2 separate regions of the Anas platyrhynchos genome follow, and region 2 is linked to region 1. The links are chromatin contacts, called in public Hi-C maps. All regions are on one chromosome and are shown on one strand. The core of a region is the stretch at or near the end of the contact, and the rest is flanking DNA. Distances in the headings are between cores, read along the strand shown.

The links. A called contact is a pair of places that touch in the nucleus more often than the background predicts.
Region 2: a contact with region 1 is called in a Hi-C map of F5 follicle, with 1.7 times the contacts expected there. The contact joins the promoter of PBX1 here to the enhancer-like site in region 1.

Annotation. Positions count from the first base shown.
Region 1 is chr8:17,687,287-17,691,780 of IASCAAS_PekinDuck_T2T, reverse strand. The region is part of intron 2 of PBX1 (PBX homeobox 1); the gene reads left to right. Among named protein-coding and RNA genes, the nearest start is that of PBX1, 61 kb to the left of the region's middle. Within about 2 kb of position 3,015, at least 6 of the 8 cell types and tissues checked have an H3K27ac peak or open chromatin away from gene starts, as enhancers often do. A contact at or near this core is called in F5 follicle, where this site is marked.
Region 2 is chr8:17,748,086-17,752,102 of IASCAAS_PekinDuck_T2T, reverse strand. It overlaps PBX1 (PBX homeobox 1), which reads left to right and starts at 1,819. Exons shown (of 9, transcript XM_027463507.3): 1 at 1,819-2,723. The coding sequence starts at 2,533.

The DNA of each region.
Region 1 (4,494 bases), core at 1,766-4,265:
TATGATATTACTGAAAATCTGAGCTGTCACGGAGCAGGGTGCACGGAGTGTTTGTACGGTTTGCCTCTGCATAAATATTCCCCAGGCTGTGCAGATCCGGGTGTAGGTGCGTGCCTGCGTGCCTTGGGGTGTACACACACGTGCTGTATGAGGGTTTGTGCACGTGCCATATATAAACAACCGAGGGGGTGTGTATGTTGGAGCATGTAGAGAGAGATGGAAATCTCTGTGTTTCTGTGCGCTGTTTTGGTTTTGTACCCGGTGGTTTCCTACATTAGGCAGTGCCTTCCCGGGTGGGGTCTGGGTGCAGTGTGAGGCTTTTAGGTGGCGTGGAAATAGGATTAATTAACGGGACGCCTGTGCGGGTCTGAGGGTTGTACCGTGGCTGGTTGTGTGTGGTGGTGGTGGGCACCTCTGTTTGGCTTGCGTGTGGAGATCTGCAGCGTGTGAGTTACAGGATTTAAGCCTCATTCCCCTGATCCTTTGTGCCTAAAACCGGTGTTGGGGTGCTATTTGAGGGGCTGGCCATGCCCTGATCCACTGTCTGTTGTTCCTTAGGGCTGCAGCCGAGTAACAGGAACACTAAATGTGAGGGGACTGATCTGCACATTCGCTCGGGGCGCTGTGACACCCCACAGCCAGCCCTCGGAGGCTTCGTCCTGCCTGCAGGCCTCTGCTGTGAGGCTGGATGTCCAGCTTCGGGATGATTCCGCCTCAATATGTGACTGGGATTAAAATAAACCCCAAATCTGTGTCTTCTGCCTGTGTTAGCCAGTGTCAGCAGAGCGGCTGTGGGGACGCTGACCCCGTGTGTGTCGTGGGGTGGCCTCAGGGCCTTGCCAAGTGGCCGCCGGGCCTCCTTCGCGGCAGGGCCCGGCCACCGCCTTCCGCCCCCGTCCTCTGGTTGCCTGACATCCTGTTACTGCGCTAGCCTTTTTAATTAGGCTTTCTATTAGATTTAGCTGGGTTTTAGCTGGGGAGACATCATCTCCCTGTAATTGCGGGATCTGCACGCGCGCCTTGAGGAGGAGGAGGAGGAATGCGAATGAGGAGCGGTGACGCTCGGCACGAACCCGCGCGACGTGCCCCTGGCCACCTCCTCGCCGGGAAGCAGAGCAGGACAAGGAGCAGTGGGAATCACCACCATGATATGGCCAGCCCCATAAACACCCTTCACCTCCTCGGGACTGGGGGCTGAACCCCCAAGCGGGAGGAGAGCTTTCCTCCACCACTCCGAATGTGCCAGGCCCGCGCCGCCGAGCAAGGGCGCTTCTTCGGCTTGGGCACCCGCGATGGCAACTCGAAAAGGATCCTTCAGGGGCCAAAAAGGAGTAAGCAGGAGCCCCGTGAAACGGCGGCGAATGCAAGGAAGTCAATAAGGCCTGAATCTTTTATGAGACCTTGGGTATTCCGAGCACAGCTCCGCTGGCACCGAGATCGGAATACAGATGATGTGGGAAGGCGTCTGTGACTGGAGCCTTGGTCCTGGGTCTTCCCGAGGTTTTTTAACTCGCCTCCCCGTGCTGACATTTTGCCGTCAGGTTCGGGGGGTTTCCCTCTTTTTCCCTGCTTTCCCCCCTGCGAGGAATCAGGGGTGATTTCTCCCAGCTGGGGCTGGCTGGGGAGGAAGGTTAGTGCAGCTAATGGGGCTAAGAGCCTGATCCCCGCGCATTGTTACTGACAGCAGCATCAGGAGCACGGCGTGCAGCGAGGCGAGAGAAAAGGAAAGCCCTCGGATCCCTTGTAATCCTGCACTGCGCAGCGCCACGGCGCCGGGATTGCAAGGGTTCTGGCTGAATTCATTTTGGGTTTGGAGAGAAAAGGAGAAGGGATGAAAATCAGGAGCGTAGGGAGGGAAAAAAAATATAATAATAATAAAAAAAAAGACCCCTGCACTGAGATGAATTTATGCCTAAGCTTGTCTTGGGAATGCAAATGTGTTTAAGGCTCTCTGAGCTAAACCACCCCTTTTGGGAAGAGGGAGGGAGGAAAGGGGAAAGGAAAAAAAAAAAAAAGAAGTATGACACAGAAAGGACACTGGGAGAATGTGAAATGAGGGCTTGGCGCCCCTCCTCCCGCACCCTGCCTGCTGCCGAACTGGCACTCGGGCCAGGAGCGAGGCGGTGGCTTGATGGGGACAGGGATGGGGACCACGGGGCACCCCGGCATGTGGTGTGCAGGGGGGACCGGTGGGAGAGTCCACGGGCAGCACCAGTGCTCCTGTGGCCGTGCGTGATCCACTGGGATCTCCTGTGGCCGTGTCGGGTGCCTACCCCACACCGTTTGCAGTCAGGGACTGGGGAGGAGGCACCCCTGTGCCCCGATGTCCCTGTTCTCCTGGCCTGTGGGGCACAAACCGTTGTGCACCGAGCTGCCATCGCATGGTTTTGTCTTCTGGGTCAAGGATGAAGCTCTCCCAGTGCTCTTGGCTGCTGCCAAGGCTGATGGAGAAGAGGGGAGCGAGCAGAAGGGGTGGCTGAGCTGCAGACAGTCCCAGCTCTGGCACCCAGGGCTCGGTGTGGGTGCCTCCCCGTGCCCCAGCCTACATCCTACGCGGACGTCAGGCGTGACGTGGCCACACTCGTGCCACCGCTGCCCTGTGCCCATTTTCCACCCCCGGAGATAAGCTGGGTGCTGCGTGCCCGCTCCCGTCCTGCTCGGTGGCATCCGTGCTCGCCGGGGGGGCTGCAAAGCCTCGGGAAGGGGCACGCAGCTCCCCACGTACCCTCTTGGCACCGTGGTGACCCCCAGCGGGACCCCGACCTCAGCCAGATCCGGAGAGAAAAGGGAAACGGGGGAGAGGAGGAAACGTGCGGCCAGCAGGAGGGAGGGGGGCTGCAGGAGAAGAGGCGAACCCACTGCCAATTGGGCAGTTGTGCCTGTTGTCTGGAGGCTGCTGCTAACCACTCGTTACAATTAAAATGAAGTGTCCGTCAGCGGCTATCTTCGCTGTGTGGCCCATATGTTTCTGAGCTGATACTGTCCGGATTATTCTGTTTGGGAGAACGATAACGGCTGTTTATAACCTTGGCAAAGACTGAGCCCTAATCAGGCTGGAGCACATTTTCACTGACTGGCTGATAACGGGCTGTTAGCTGCCTTATCGCTGGGGAGAGATAGGCCAAAATAAGCAGATCTGTGAGCACAGGAGCCCAACCAAGAGGCACATACTCTGGCCTGGCCTTTATTTTTAGATGCTGCTTTTCTTTTTTCCTCCTTTTTTTTTTTTTCCTGGCTGATTTCAGAGAGAAGGGGGGATTATTTCAGCGAAAGGGGAGGTTTTGTTCGCATCAGTGAATGGGGTGGCAAGAAAGGCACACAAAAATAACTCCAGGTGTCGTGTTGCTTCCCGTGTGCCCGCTGCTTGGCCTGTGAATTGCTCCCTGGGCTCCTGCAGTGCCCTGGGGTACACGTGGGCACCTCCGTCTTTGGGGGAAAAAGAGAGAAGTTCACCTCCTTCACTTTTTCCTCACTGTTTCCTCTCTTCTCGGGGGCTGGCTGGCTGAAATTGATGTTCCAGGTGCCTTGTGCCCACCCCAGCAGCAGGGAAGGTGGCTTGTAATGAGGAGAGAGGAGGCAAGGGGGAACGGGATGCTTTTCTGGGGTGGCACCGCTTCGGTGTAGAGGAAGGGCATTTTAAACGAGGGCAGTCCTACTGAGTGTTCTCCCCAGATGGGGTTACCCAGGAAAGACCTGAGCGCTCCCGCTGCAGATATCGCATCGAGCGAGAGCATCTCAAAGTGCTGTGCACTCAGATACCTAACCAGCCTGATTTCCCCGAAGGCAGCCCCGCACTGAGGGTGGTTGGAGCTCCTTTCCAGCCTGCTCAGGTGCCGGGCTATTCCCAGGAGCTGGGATTCGCCTGGTGCCCTGATCCTGGAGGCACCATCCTCTTCCTCGGCGCAGCCCAGGCCTTGCTTCGCCTCCGCTCTCGAATCTTCCAGTGGAAAAGGTCCAGCTCGCCCCGCGCCTCCCCTCCTTCCTTTGCTCAGGCTCCGTACTCTGCCTTGAAGTCTCAGGCAGGTGTTCAAATAAATAATGCAGCTAAAAATACCTTTTGGCAGCAGCTGGGAGTTCTTGCGAGCGGCGCCGGAGCGGTGGGAATTCAGCATCCCGGCTCCACAGGCAGGTGCGTCTGCGCGCTCCAGAAAGTTGGAGCAAACGCTGGGCACACGGGGGGCTGCGTGCCTCCTGTGGCCTCAAAAAATAAAAAAAGAGAGAGATTTATTCTGCCCAAGCTGGCTTTTAAGTAAGTGTCACCTTCCCCCAGCGCGCCCGCGGTTGGTTTTTGTTGGAAGGATGCTGCGGAGGGGACCCGCCAGCTGCTGCCCGGCTTGTGGCCGAGTGTCACGCTGTCCCTGCGCTCCCGCTGCATGGCAGGGGGCAGGAAACGATCAGGGCTCGTGCTTGGGTAGCGTGTCGGACTGTTCCCCCTTCGGGGAGCACTCAGCAGGCAGGGAAGGATGCTGAGCCCTTCCAGCCACCGCCCGGTGC
Region 2 (4,017 bases), core at 570-3,069, 62 kb before region 1:
TCCCCCTCCCCGTGAGATGCCATGGGGTGAGCCTTGGGCTCACCCACCCCACAGACAACTCCTCTTGCCCCCATGTGAGCCTCATCTCCTACCCATGACGGCTGCCCTAAGGGTCTTCTGGCTCCCGCTGCCTGGCATCTACCCAAAACGCTGCAGGACCATGCTGTGACTTTGGAAACGGGGAAGGATTTGCAATAGAAGAGTCTGTGGGGTCAGCAGACCACGGCATCCCACCCCGTGTGCCCCGCTGCCCCTGGGGTGCTGCTGTCTGTCCCCACAGCCTGGCCTGTCGCAGCGCTCCCCGTTTTGTCGTGCACGTGGACCTCTTGCTGCGCTTCCACTCCCTGGGGCTGCTCAAGATCAAACCCAAACCCTGTGCTGACCTCTGGGGATGGGAGAGTCCCTGCCAAATTTTGAGACAGCGTACGTCTAGACTTGGTGTGCGAGCAAGGGAGTGAAGAGATGACTAAGTGTCTGAAAGTTTGGGCCTTTGGAGAGAAGTCCCTTGGCTCCTGGTTCCTTGGATCAAGTTCCATTTCCTGTGGAGCCATGGAGATACTGGATATTTTCTCCCGTTTCTTGGCCTTTTTGAAAAAGTAAAAAAAAATATATAGATCTGTCTTGGGTGAGGAAACAAATTTTTGAAAAATTTTGGCAAGTCGAGGATCAAAAAAAACCCCCGTGTTGAGTGAAACATTTCATAGCGACAAAAATCAAAACATCTCACTTTGCCTTCAACCGCTTTAAAACATTTTAATGGGTTGAAAGGAAATTTCAAAATGGAAAGTCATGTTTTGCTTCAAACACTGGAAAGTGTTTCATTAACGAGGAAGAGCAGAAGCAAAACAATTGCCTTGTTTTTTTGTTTTATTTCCAATCAATTGGACGGCTCCGTCCCCGACCTGCACCGAGGTCAGGGGCTGTGTCCCCTTACGGTACGAGGGACCTGGAGCTTGGCAGCCCTCGCGTCTGATGAAGTCACCTCCCAAGCAGGAAGCTTTTCTGATCACCCTAACTCCCTTTTACATCTTTTTAATACAACTTTGCAGGCTTCAGCTGGCCCTGCTCACCCGCTGGTGCCTCCAGAAGTATTTCTGGCCACGTGGCAGCCTTGGGTCTGGGATAACGCAGAGAGGGGCTGGTGAAGCCCTTCACCTCCTTGTGTGCCGTGACACCACGACAAATAGACCTGAATTATGGTCTCTGTGGGCTTGGGATCTCTGCTGGCTTCCCTTGCCTTGAGGATGTATGGTTTGGGCTGCAAAATCAGGTGTGGGACCATCTGGTTCCATGTTTTTAGGTTGTGGCAGAGGATCAGGAGGCGAGGAGATGCTGTGGGTATATCCTCGGCCTTGCCCCGCTGCCCCAGCAAACCCCAGTTCTTTGTGTCCCTGAGGGTCCCTTGTGGCTGGGGACAAGCTGGTGGCTGTGCTTTGGGGGTGGCTGTGCTTTAGGGACAGCTCTGCCTCACGGGGATGAGGTGAGGTGAGGGGCGCCGTGAGCCCCCTCAGGGGCCGTGTGGGTTCGCTGTGGCGTTCCGGGGAGGATCTCAGCCGCCGGCTGAGCGCCTCCAGGCAAAGCCAGGAGAAGAAAGGAGAAGGAGGAGGAGGAGGAGGAGGAGGAGGAGGAGGAGGAGGAAGGCCGTGGGCGCTTTAAGGCGCGGGCGGGGCGCGGCCCCCGGCCCACCTCTGAACCCGGAGATTGACGGGGGGGCGGTGCGGGCGGCGGGGCCGGGCCTTCCCTCCGCAGCCGCCAATGGGGCCGGGGGGGCGGGGAGCAGCGGCGGCCCCTTCCTCCCCTCCTCCTCCTCCTCCTCCTTCTCCCTCCTCCTCCTCCTCCTCGGGTTCCTCCGTGCCACTTTGAGGAGTCCGGAGCCGAACAAAAGCAGGCGGCGAGGGCCGGGGCCGGGGGGGGCTGCGGTGCGCGGAGGCCCGGCCGGGGAGGGGGCAGCCCCCGCTGCCGCCCACCTCAGCGCTGCCGGCGGCCACGCAGCCCCGAGCCCGGCCCGGAGGAAGGGAAGAAAAAAATTAAAAAAAATAAAAATAAAAAGGGGGCAAAGTTTGGAGCCCGCCTGGCTCCGGCGCTGACAGCGCCCCGCTGGGATCCGGAGTGACTCCGGAGCGGCTCCTGCCCCGCCGCCCCCTTTTGGAGTCGCCGCCGTTTCCCCTCCCTTCCCCGGAACCCCCCCTCCTTCCCTCCCTCCCTCCTTCCCTCCCTCCTCCTCCTCCTCCTCCTCCTCCAGCAGCCGAAGGGATTTTTTTTCCCCCCTTTCTTCCCTCTCCTCTCTCTCCTTTTTTTTTTTTTTTTAAATTTTTAAATTTTTTTCTATTTTTTTTTTTCTCCTCCCCGCCGCCGAGCTGGAAGCCTGAAGGATCAATAACAATAAAAAAAAAAAAAAAGCAGCGCGAAGAGGAAGAGGAGGAGGAGGAGGAGTGTGTGCAGGGAGGTGGGGGGGGAAGACACGAAGCAAAAGAAGAAGAAGAAGAAGAAGCAAAGCGAGCGAGGAGCCGAGCCCAGGCGGCGGGGCCGGAGATGGACGAGCAGCCGCGGCTGATGCACACGCACGGCGGGGTGGGGATGCCCGGGCACCCGGGCCTGTCCCAGCACATGCAGGATGGACCAGGCGGGGCGGAGGGGGAGGCAGGCAGGAAGCAGGACATCGGAGACATCTTACAGCAGATCATGACCATCACCGACCAGAGTTTGGACGAAGCGCAGGCCAGGTGAGGCTCGCCGGGGGGGGGACACATGGATACACACACACACGGACACACAGCCGGGATAATTTGGGGGCAGGTGCCGGGGAAGTTTGGGCGCCCAGCAGCTCTGCCGCCGCCTTTTGTGCGCCCCCGGCTCGCCCTTTGTTGGCCGCCGGGGGGCAGCCCCGGAGCCCCCCCCCCCTTAGCCCTGCTCCGAGCCCTGCCGGGGGAGATCGGGGCCGGGGGGGGGGGGCGGCTCCGGGCATTGTTCGGAGCCCTAAGGGCTGCCCCCCCCCTCTAGGCAACTTTGGGGCAGTTTCGGGGCTTTGAGGAGCCGTCCTGGAGCGGGCGAGGAGTGGATCCCCTCCGGATCCCCTCCGGATCCCCTCTGGATCCTGCAGGAGCTGCGGGTCCCACCGCTGGGGCCCTCCTCCCGCTGTTTTTCAGGCCGTGCTTTTGTGCTCAGAAAGCGTTGCATAGATCCTTTTTTATATATTTTTTAATTATTATTATTTTTAATTGCAGAAGTAATTATTAAAAAAAAATAAGGCTGCGAAACGCAGCAGCCGAAGCGCCCTCGGCTCGGAGCAGAGCGCGCCCAGCAAAAGTTAGGGGAGGGGGGAAAATTCTCCCAATTCAAAATCTCCCACCCCAAAGCGCCTTTCGAAGCCTAACGCTAAGAAAGTCAACCCAGAATCATCCGGGGGGCACCCTTGAAATTTCTCCTGCTGGTGGTGGTGCCGTTCCCCCTGGCATCCGTGCTGGTGGCCGGGGAGGATTGCTCGAGTACATTGTTCCTGGAAAAACGCAGGCACCGTCCCACAGCCCCGCGGCACGCCAACTTCCAGGGGGGAAAAAGTGTCCCCCAAACCCCCTGCTCGCCTCCTGGGCTTGGCGAGAGCGTTTGGGCCGTCCTTTTTTAATTTTATTTTGATTTTTTCTAGTCCTCGTGCAGGGGCAGAGCGGCTCACAATGCGCTTTCCTCCCGGCCCAACGCGGGGAAGCGAGGGGGTCTCCCTCCTGAAAGTTGTGGGGCTGGTGCGTGATCCTGCGAGGGTAATTTGGGGTGCTTAATCACACCAGCAAGCCCCAGCCAGAGCAGAGCGAGGAGAAGGCAATATGGTTTTGGCTATTTCAGCTGCTTCCTCGCAGTACTTTTCTTTTTTCTCCTTTTTCTTTTCCCTGCGCTGCCAAACGCACAGCATTTATCAGTGGTGTTTGGCTTTGCATTTCCTGCATCCATCCTGCTGTTTGCGTGGACGTTTCGCTCCTTATTATTATTATTATTTTTTAAAGTTTTGGGAAGATGCAAAGTGCC